Linked DNA regions of Mus musculus: region 2 is linked to region 1. A link is a contact called in public HiChIP or PLAC-seq data. All regions are on one chromosome and are shown on one strand. Each heading gives the region's core, a stretch centred on a gene start, on an enhancer-like site or on the middle of the called end of the contact. The rest is flanking DNA. Distances are from core to core; before and after follow the strand shown.

What was found. HiChIP or PLAC-seq counts read pairs in DNA pulled down with a chosen protein or histone mark.
Region 2: an H3K4me3 HiChIP or PLAC-seq map of embryonic forebrain shows a contact between it and region 1, with 7 times the contacts expected there. The contact joins the promoter of Eid1 here to the promoter of Sqor in region 1. A contact is called at or near these places in 3 of 39 promoter capture datasets (hippocampal neurons and liver), 2 of 115 datasets of contacts at active chromatin or transcription factors (astrocytes and embryonic forebrain) and 1 of 9 other capture datasets (liver).

What each region holds. Positions count from the first base shown.
Region 1 is chr2:122,763,302-122,768,894 of GRCm38.p6, reverse strand. Sqor (sulfide quinone oxidoreductase) reads right to left here and starts at 3,536. Exons shown (of 10, transcript NM_001162503.1): 1 at 3,456-3,536.
Region 2 is chr2:125,669,709-125,675,301 of GRCm38.p6, reverse strand. It overlaps Eid1 (EP300 interacting inhibitor of differentiation 1), which reads right to left and starts at 2,202. Exons shown (of 1, transcript NM_025613.3): 1 at 1-2,202. The coding sequence starts at 2,110. The coding sequence ends at 1,631. It overlaps Shc4 (SHC (Src homology 2 domain containing) family, member 4), which reads left to right. Exons shown (of 12, transcript NM_199022.2): 5 at 4,982-5,035.

The sequences.
Region 1 (5,593 bases), core at 2,287-4,786:
CATCTCTAGGGCCTAGGCTACCAGGAACATGTAAGTAAGAAAAGGAATAAGAGAAAACAAAACAGATAGATTGCCATGAGATCTACGGCTCAATATTTTTTCTCAGGGGAAGAGTTCCACAACCGGTTCCAGTAGGCCTCCCCCTTTTGAGGTCAATCACCTCAGCCTGTGGAACTTGTCACACAGATCCTACTGGAGGTGGTGTGGCAGATGGATGGATGGATGGATGGATGGATGGATGGATGGATGGATGGATGGATGGATGAATGGACGGATGGCCAGGAAAGTCTCTAACATGATACGTAAGTAAAGATAACACTGAACTCCAAATCCTTCCACTTCCATCTCCCAAATGTTGGGATTATAGGTATTCAGGCCACCACACCTGGCTTCCTGAATCATTAAAATTATCAGGATAAAATTACTCATCAGACCAAAGTACACTGGGTTTCAAAGGTATGTGCAGGAAAGTTATGAGGGGCGGAGTGTCACTATAAACAAACTGGTCACTTACTTTGGCTTGCCATAACCTGGAATCCAGCCCACAAGGTCTCAATGACAAGAGACTCTTTGATTACAGATTACATATATGTCGTTTGAATCTAGACGCTGAGTTCAGTTCTTTGATGGTTTGGATACAAGGAAATACACATAGGTAGCAGGTATGTCAGGTTCCATAACAGCTCACATCTTTCCTATGCCAGACCTAATAGCACAGCTACCCTTTTGCAACGAAGCTTTGTCTGAAGGACACCCAGGACACCCAGGTCTTCGTGACAGGTAGTACCAAATTGGGCTCATCTTTAACCATTATATGCCATGCTTTCTTCACACCAGGAAAAAGGACTCCACTAGATAGATTAAAGATTTCTTACTTCCTAAAACTGCATTCACTTCTCATTGGAAAGGGAGGAGAGGTGGGTGTTCAAACAGACAGCCAATAGGGATATTTGTCTACTGACTCCTTGGAATTTCTGTAGCAGAGAACAGCCAGATAAAATGCTTAGACCTGTGACATAATCAGAATAAAAACCAGTTATCCCATGTCTTGTACCATTATGCACTAATTCCCTGGAAAGCATCTATGCTTAAGTGCATCCTCCAAAGTATCAGAAAAGCATGGTGTGGGGGCATGGAGATCATCTGTGGGAGTTATTGCAATGTGTACTGTATGTACTTTCTCATGGCAATCACTGAAGAGGGAATTGCTGGCCCCCTCTCATAAGCAAGAAAGGACTTCACTATAGGACCATGGGTAGGTCTCTTTGAAGGTAGAAGTTTGATTTGAATGTAAGGGGTGGGCGTGTTAGTTCTCTTGAATGTAACAGCCTTTCTCTCGCTCTGATTTAGAATCAGCTTAAATCTGAGGAGTTGGAAAATCTCATGGTCATCGTCCAAACTTAGACAGGGGAAGAATGATCTGGCTTCATCCAGCTCAACTGTCATGAATATGCACAGAAGAACAGACCAGTTACAAGACCAACACTTCCATGGAAGCTCTCACTGTCTATAACGGAGGCTTAGTTGGCTTTAGCCCTAGTCTGGGCAGCTTTTAGTAAATTACCCACTGTTCTCCTATTTACCAATTCTCTAGAGTCAAAGTATTTGTGACAGTGAGGGATGCAGGGAGGGGAGGGAGAAAGAGAAAGAGAAGGAGAGAGAGAGGGGGAGAGAAAAAGAGAGAGAGAGGGAGGGAGATGTGCATCTAGGAATGCTTCCTCATGGGTTCTGTCTCCATTCTTTACAAGACATTTCCTACATTACAACACATCTTATTAACAAGCCTACGCATGGGCAAAAGAAACCTCTGGAATCCTACTTTCCTATCAAGACAGTTTGTCTTCTATGGCGAGGCACCAGACCCACAACAGACCCAAGGGCCCTCCCCAGTATTCACATCCCCAAGTTGGATTTATGGATTTGCTCTGATGGATTCAAAAGAAGCAATTAGTTTTAAACAGCCATTTCCCAAGCTTCCAGCTGTCTCCTAGATGCCTTCACAAGCAACCACCTCCATGTCATCCAGCAGACCTTTTATGTACCAGATTTAGGGATGTAAAGGCCAGTATCAGACAAGGTTGGGGGGGGGGGGCGTTTTACCTACCGCATCCCTCTGCATCAAGTTCAGTAGGGATGCTTTTCACCTGTGAGAAGGCATTAGGCTTGGGGGAGGAGTGCCGGGCTTTTCTCATTCTCTTCCTTAGGAAAAGCAGATGCCCAAAGAAGCTGGGGATAGAGGACATAGTGGTAGTTCAAGAAAGTGTTAAACCCAAGAAGCTAAGTTGCCTAACAAGTAATCAACACCCTTTCTGCTAACAGGGTATCTATCTAAATTGAGGTCCATTCATCTGAATGAAAGAAAAAAAAAATCTTCACCTTCCACTGATGTCTACTTGAAATTTAACATTCTCTTCAAGGACTGTGTAGGCAGCTGGCCACAGCAATATTAGCAGTATTTATGATGTTTTAGAAATGTGTTTACAGGTAGTGCCTATATCTTGAATTCTATATTCTGAGCTATTCAAAATTATAATAGTTATTTGCTTTTTAAATTTATATGGCATTCTTTTAAATACTTTAGTGGCTGTTTTCTTTCATCATAGCCTGCCTTAAATTTTATGTTTTTAAAAGTCTCTTGAGAGATAGATGGCTCAGTGGTTAAGAGCTCTTACGGAGGGCTTACTTCCAGAGGAATTGAGTTCAGTTCCCAGCACCCAGATGAAAGCTTATAACCCCAGTTCCAGGGCATTAGGCATACATGCAAACGAACTAACTATACACATGAAATAAAATAATAAAGTTTAAAGCAAAAAGGGAAATCTTCTAAGAAAGAGTCCTTAGTTTTCCCCCAAACTCAGAACTGTCAGAGGTAGCTGCAGGTTTTAAAAAAAAAAAAAAAGGATCAGAAAGCTGTGTTTACAGAGGAGAGGTTTACAGCCTGTGCAAACTCTCTGACTCAGCTTCAGTCTGTGAGCCCTAGAAGCTGGGGTGGCTCTCGGAGAAGTAAGTAAAAGTAAGGTGAAAAGTTTCACCAAAGAGCCTTTTCTCCCTTGTACTAATTGCCAATCAGCCTGGCCTGTGCTTCTCCGCTGACCACCTCCCACCCCCAGCGCCCTGGGTACCTCCCCAGATCAATGCCAGTCTCAACCCACCCGGCAGGCAGGGCAAGGTGCTGAGTGACAGACAACAAGTGGAACTAACGTTTCTGAAATTCCCACGCACCGAGACCACACGTCCAAGCTGTGTGGGTGGAGAGGGTGCCAGGGCCATCCTCTCTGCATCGCTGAGGCTGGGCCACTAAGGAGAAAGCATTGAAGTCCACCGAGTCCCAGACCAAAGGGGAGTCTGTCAGGGGTTGGAAAAGAAGAAGGGCGGCCGGGAGCGCGGAGACAGAACCGAGGTGGGCGACAGCGAGCGGCTATAGGAGGGTAACAGCGTCGTGGGGTGCGTCTTACCGGGCTGAGCGACACCGTGGGCCCCAGCGCTGGCGCAGCAGAAACTACTGTGGCGCTGGAGCGCTGGCCTCGCATAGCCCCGCCTGGCCGCCGGGGCGGGGAGGCAAAGGCCAGGGGCGGGGACAGCCACCACCCCCACACCCCCAACCTCCGGAGGAGGAAAGGCCGCCAGGGCGCTACCCAACAACAAACCCGGAGGGGAATGCGCACCTTGGAGCAGGCACGGACACCGGAGGCATGGGTGGTATGGGTGATCCTTGCTCCCCATGTCCTGCGACTGTCCCCACGCAGCCTAGACGCTTTTCTTACGCCTGGGGTGCAGACAAGGCCACCTCTACTCAGAACCGCGCGGCACCTTCCCCTGGAACCTGCTGGCTCCTAGGAGTTGTTCTTTTGGTGCCTGACAAGTCACTGTTCTGCCCCTTCTAAGGACTGACTGTTTGAAGGCACAAGCCAGAGACCGCGGCTTCATGTGTTAAAACAAATACAGTTCCTAAAAGTTGCTAAGGCCTCAACTTAAAAAAAAAAAAAAAAAAAAAAAACCTCAAAGAACACGCAAATGCCACCAACTTTTTTTTTAAGCATAACTAAGTTTCTTTCGCACTTGTTTGATTATATGCATTTTAATAGTTTTTGAGTCACTTCTTTCAAACTGTCTTCACTCTGAAGGATCTATAGAAAAATTGCTTGGTCGCAAACAGGGACTACGGGTTTGATGGTAAGCCTGGTGGCACTTGCTGGCACCTGCACCTGCAACACTGCCTCCCTAGTAATTTTCCGTGACTTTGTGCAGCAACAGGTAAGTCTGGTAAAGAACTTGGAAACAAAACCAAATGTGATCTGTATTTACTGATAAAGCTATTGCTGGAAACAGCGTATTAAGACTATGTAAAAATAATCCTTAATGTCTGCCATACTCTAAACTAAAACTGAATTTATTTTATCAATAAAATGTTTCACATACTTGAGAGTTGAGGCAAGGGGCGGGGCACCAGAAAAAAATGTTCAGGCCTCAGGACAGTTAATTGTTGTATAGTACTGAACATAACCCTGATTTCCACCCTCTAAGTGCCAACAATTGTAGCCCAAAGTTTTGACAAAAGCAAAACTCTACACACATATTTCCAAAGCAATTCGTACTATTCTTCATCTCTCCTTCCTCTCCATCCTCATTAAGAAGTCCTGGTTCCTGTGAATGAATCAAGGGCAGTCTGTTTGCAGGGTGTTTGGAGGTCTATGGCTGGAGAATCGAGTTGGAAGCCGTGTCCTGAATAGTTCCCACACGCTGGGGCATCTATGTATCGTTCTATTACCCCACTGAAGTCCCTTCTTTCCATCAGTGTCTTGCCCATCAGACATTAAGACTGAGAAGTTACTCCATTGGCATTCCCCTTTTTCTTTCTATAATATTTTATTTACTTATTTAGTGTGCATGTGTGCACGTGTACATGTGTGTCATGAGGCACAGGTGGAAGTTAGAGGTCAACTTCCCAAAGTCAATTCTGTCCTCCAACAGATGGATCCCAGACCATCGGGCTTAGAACCAGGCAGGCATCTTTACCTGCTGACCCATCTCGCCAGCCCAGTCATTCTTTCCTCAGATGGTTATTCTCCATCTTGTCCGCTGAATGTCAAGTGAGCCCTGTGGCTGCTACTGTCTGGACCTACACTTGATTCCCATCCATATGAGGTTTCCAGAGTAGTGAGTGTGCAGACAGGGAGATGGGAAACTAAGAGAAATATTAAAGGATGGCAAGAAAGCTTGGGGGGGAGCATGGTGGGGGAAGGGGGCATGATGTGTAGTGGGGGAGGGGGCATGATGGTGAGGAACAAATACCTATCCAAGAAGATCCGGGCATAAGGAAATATAGACTGGCGACCCCCAGGAAGCCATGCAGACCCATACTAGGAAGGGCACTAGCAGGAATGAGCAGCAATAGAGCGTGGAAAGGAAAAGGAGAAAGCAAAGACACTGGAGTAAGGGCAAGGCAGAGGGATTCTCCAGGCATGCTGCTTTAAATGCACCTGCTTGGAGCCCATTAAACAAGCCCCACCCTCATCTCTGAAGCAAATGCTTCCTTGGGTGAATGTGTAGCTAGAGAAGTGGTTTATTCTGCCCCAGTAAACCTTCCTACTTG
Region 2 (5,593 bases), core at 953-3,452, 2.9 Mb before region 1:
CAGGTGAGGGTCTAAAATTACTAACAGGCCTGCCCAATCTTGGGGGAGGTCTCTCTCCCTCCCTCCACCACATGGACCCCAGAGATCAAACTCAGGCCATCAGGCTTGGCTATATGGCAGAAGGTACCTTTACCCACTGAACCACCTCGGCAGCCTCTCAAACAAGATGACTGTAAAACCAACCAACCAACCCCACAGAAACCCAGGAGTTATCCTACTGTCTCAGCTCTGTTCTGTATTGGTTGCCATGGTGGCATCAGCAGGGACATCGTGCTAATACATCATTTTCTTCTCAAGGAACTTCAGCATCAATTAAGCCATAGCATCACATTCACAGAGCGGGTCTTCCAGAAAACTCTGAAATTTGCTTTAACATCCCAGAACCCATTTTTTGGATATTTGATACTGGTTTACATTGTAAGCATTGGATGTTTAAATATCAAGATGGAGGCGTGGCACACACAGCAAGAGAATCCTGTATAAAGCATGTATGCAAAGCTATTAGACAAAGCAAAATACACAGAACAAGAAAATTTATTATCGCCAATGCTGGTGCATAAAGATTAACAAGCATAATTAGAAGAAGGGAGGGGGAGGGGAAGAAAGAGGCAGAGAGGGAGAGAGAGAATATGAATATCAGACACCCAGGTGGACTTCTGGGTAGGTTTAAAACCTTCAAAGTTTGACAACATAATAGCTCATACATCTTTTTATAGATACAGGCAGGATTTCTTTTTACTTGACAATTTTAGCAAACAGTTCTTACAATATGAACTTCAGTTATAGTCTTACCATCTGTCAAGGTACAAAACAGCAAGTGAAATTTCCCTAGTATAAAAGGGTATTAGAAAGTTTGTCTTTGGGCTTTCCCATACATTTTATTTAATGCATGAACTTAAAACCTTAAAAAGACATCCTGTTTCTTTCTTTACTTTGAAAATCATTACAATGGGTTTTTCCAAATTAGAGGTCACAGTAGCTTTATAAATCATGAAGATACATGTGCAGTCAAAATTCCAGAAGCGTTTGTAACACATTTTAAGATGACAGCACACATGATAACACGTCTACATTTATACCCACATTTACTTGGACTACTCTGTGGGGTAGATGAATACTCAATCTTAAACCTCAAGTTTAGCTTTTGATAACTGATGTGTATAAATCACCAAAAAGAATTTGGAAAGTTTTTTTTTTTTTCAATAGCCTTTCAGTTCGAATTAAAGACATCTTGGAATGTATTTCCCCCCATTCTTTAATTAGATTCTTGTATTGGTAGTCACAATTTACTCTTCCAAACCATCTTTAAAAGCTTAACAGAGAAAGCTCTTCTCCAATGTAAGGAAAATCATCTCGATCAACAGTCTGAACCAGAGGTTTTTGCTGAGCCCCTGTGAGACCAAAGAGGAACGATTTGGTCTTTTTCTCCTCGCGATTCTCAGGTTTAACACTCCTCCTTCCTCGATTCTCCTTTTCCACAATGCATGGTCATTCACTGTCCCGTCTTCTATTCCGAGAAACAAAAACCAACTGTTTTTATTTTTTGCACAGAACTATTTGGAATGAACCCCAAAATAGCAGAATGTTGAATCTCTCCCTCTCAGGTAGTTTCCTCCTCTCTCGTCAGCATTTACTCTCGATCAATGATCTCATCACAACCGAGCTCTTCGGTCAGTCGATTGACAACCATCAGCGAAAACAGCTCTTCGATAAAAGCTAGCTGGTCGAAAGGGCTCTTCTCACACCGCGCCTGAAAGCCGCCATCCAGGGCATCTCCGGCTCGCGCGGTTCGCAGGAACACCTTGTTGGCTTCCTCCAGGGCGGCGGACACCCTGTGCATCGCGCCGCTCCAGCGCTCCTCTTCAGGGAACTCGTAGTCGTCCTCCCAGTCATCAAACTCGTCGCCTTCCAGGTCCGCGCCAGCCTCGGGGAACAGACCGCGCTGGGCGCGGGCGGCGGCCGGCCCGGCCTCCTCCTCCATGGGGCCCTCCTCCGGGGCCGGCCCGCGGGCCCCGCGGCCTACCTCCATATAGCCCTCGCCGGGCAGCACGTCCATCTGCAACTCGTTGCTTTCTTCGTACAGCTCGCAAAGCTCTGCCATCTCCGCCATGGTGGAAGCGACTCGACCAAGGTGGAAAAAAAAAAGGAACCTTTTGCAGAGACGGGCGCGCGAACGGGCGTGGTGCGCGTGCGCAGGCAAGAGGGCGTGCGTGGAGCGCGAGCTGGGGGGGGGGGGCGCGTGCGCAGGCGAGTGGGCATGCGTGATGCGCGTGCGGAGCACGTTTCACGTGCGCAAACGGGTAGGCGGGCGTGGTGCGCGTGCCAGCATGGCGTGCGTGTGCTGGCGAGTAGGCCGCTTGGTCCACGGGGGGGGGGGGGGGCGTGGTGCGCGGGCGCGGGCGCGGGCGCGAGCTCTTCCCTTCCCACCCCTCACCCCCTATGTTTCCCGGACTCCCACCTCACCCTCACACCCACTCAGGACCCGCGATGCTTCCGCTGGTGACCCACCTGGAGACCAGCTCTAAGTTCCTTGCCAAGTGCTTGCTTTGCCTAGATGGAAAGCCCTGGCCTTCTGTCACAGATGCCATCTCTCCTCCACCTCCCTGCCTCCCCAGCGTTCCTGTGATCAGCATGTCCATTACCTCTCACCATTTCAAATCCCACTAGTCCCGTCCTGCGCACTGAGAAAATTTAACTTTTCGGTTTTTTTCTTCTGAATTTATTGAAGTTGACCTAACCAAAGATAAATTGTGTGTATGTCCACACGTATATACCATGGGGAAACTAAACCACATACATGTGTGAGTACTAGGATAAAGAAAGGTGGAAAATAGGCTATACATATTTTAAATATATACAGATAATCACGCGCCACGGTTGCTCTACAAACTTAAACTGTAGCCAATAGTGTTTGAGAATATCCACACCCTTACCACGTATTGTTTTATGGAATTAATATAAGTAAACTTAAGTTTTATCAATTTGATCTCTCTTTCGTGTGTATGCGTTTGTTTGCCTGTCTGTAATGTTTGTGTGCCACGTGTGTGCATTGTGCCTACAGAGGCCAAAAGAGGGCGTTGGAACTCCTAGAAACGAAGTCAGTTGTACACTGCCCTGTGATTACTGGGAGTCGAACCCTGGTCCTTAGTGTGAGCAGCCGATGCTGTTTACTGCTGAGCCATTTCTCCAGCCTTGATTGTATCTTTATAATCTTTCCATAGCTTTAGTTTATTATTCGTGGATGCAATGGCCCTGTCATGTCCAAGAGACAATGCTCCATAGCATTCCTCTTTATCTTATATAATTTTTGCCAATGGTCATTTTTTATATTCTTCAGCGAACTTTTCTCCAAAGTGTTACATGATCCTTACTAGTTTTACATACTTGAACATATTTGTATGAAATCTTCCTCTTTATCCATTAAATGAAGTTTCTCATGAGCTGTTATTGGAATATAATCTTTGCATGTTGATTTTTGTTCTTATTGAAATGTTAATAGAGAAAAGTGCACAGGTAATGTGTGTGGCTTAATTATCACAAGCTACATATATTTGTTTACTTACTACCCAGAAGAAAAGGCATCATTCGTGGATCCCAGAAAACCACTCTTCTCTCTTTTTGTGCCTCGTGAATAACCACAATTCAGACTTTATGCAAATAGTTCAATAAAAAGTTTGCCAGTTTTGATAAATGAAACGATGTATTGATATATTCTTTGTTTTGACTTCTTTTTTAACCCAACAAATATGTTGTCATATTTTAAGCAGTCTACTATTTGAATATCACAATAGTCACCTTCAGGATTGCTTCTAATTCAGGGCTATTATAAATAGCCTAGTTATTTCATTTCCTAAGGAAACATCTTGTTGCACAACTTTATTCAATTATTGTTGAGTATGCTTCTAGGAGCAGTTTTGCTTGGCTGTCTTGTATGTACAGCCTTCGTAGGTTCTGCCTCACAGTTCTGCAATCAGGATTCATTGGTAGTTGCATAGCTGGCATTTTAATTAACCTTTAAAACCTATACAAGTCAGTTATTGCACTGTGATTTCCAAACACAAGCAAACAAATTAGAATCTCCAATAAAACAATCATTTTGGGTTAAATTAGTGCAGTTATTTGGCTAGTGATATCAGAAGTCTTTATGTTTTTCAATCGTTTTTAGGTTTATGTGTGGGTGTTTTGCCTACTTGTGTGTACTATGTACATGTTCTGTGCCCCTAGAGGCCAGAAAAGGGCTTTGCATCTTCTGGAACCAGAGTCACAGGTTGTTTGAGACAACATGTTGGTACTGGGACTGGAACCAGGGTCCTTAACCTCTGAGCAACCTCTCTATCCCCCATGTTAGAAATCTTAATATTAGTGTGTTTGGATACATAGTAGTGAATAACTAAACAAAAGTAAATACACTAAGTCTATAAACAGAAAAAATAAATAAGAGTATGAAGGGAAGGGGGGAAATGTTCTGGTTAAATTGATGACACATGTTTCCAAGTCTGCTTTTTTAACTCTCAGCTCTCAATTTTTCTGGAAAGAAATTTTTATATTCCAGAAGGCTTCACTCACATGACAGCAAAAGATGGCCCCATTGGGCAAGTGTGGGTGTTCCTTAGTGGCAGAGAGAGATATTTTTCCTTCTACTACTGATTCCAGCTTCTCCCACAAAACACTGATTGGCTGTATCTAGAGAGCGGTGTTGAGTAGATTGCTGATTGGATAGTTAGACCTAGAACGTATGTCTACCTAGGTGAATAGGGCAGAGAGAAAGGCACCATGGGTCAGATGAGAGTAGAGAACGTAACTTAATGGTAGAGTAAATCCTTAGGATACACAATACTTCAGTTTCAATCCCAATAGCAAAACAACAACAAGAGTTTATTTTAGAATGCAGACAGTATAGTTTCTAAAGGGATGCTAAGTAAGTAGAAACAAATCAAACACATTATAGTGTTAAAATGTTTAATTTGCTTTTGTTTTCCAGATTATTGCAAATCACCAAATGCAATCGATTTCATTTGCCTCTGGAGGGGACCCTGTAAGTTTAGATTTGTACAAGTTCTTTTTGTGAGTCCTAAGAATTTTCATATGCAGAATATTAACTACTTCATGTCTTTTTCAATATTGCAATTTGTTGAATGCTTCATGTATCAGGTAGAAAACAAAACAAAACAAAACAAAACACCCACAGTGGTTTGGGCAAATGTTTCCTCTGTCAGGATTTTAAAAGGTCAGGCTTACTAGAAGGACTGCTAGCCCTCTGTGGTGTTAGTAGCCACTGAGTTATCATCTGGTAAGTTTTCAGTTAACATAAAAATCGTGAGATCTGTGTGTCCTGTGTGCACTGCCGTTTCTCTTGCAGAATGTTCCCCACAAGCAGACTAAGCAGATTATCAGTCAGATTTAATCCAAGATGGGAATCCCATTCACCATCAGAGTTGTCAGCCAAGGCTAACAAGGCCAGTCTATAATGACCATCCAGATTTGTGTAAACCTTGAAGACACTGCTCAGTCACGGGGGGGTGGGGGGGGGCTCTCTGTCAAGAGCCTGTAGTGCTCACCAGTCACAGATTGTACAGGGGTTCTCTCCGAGAAT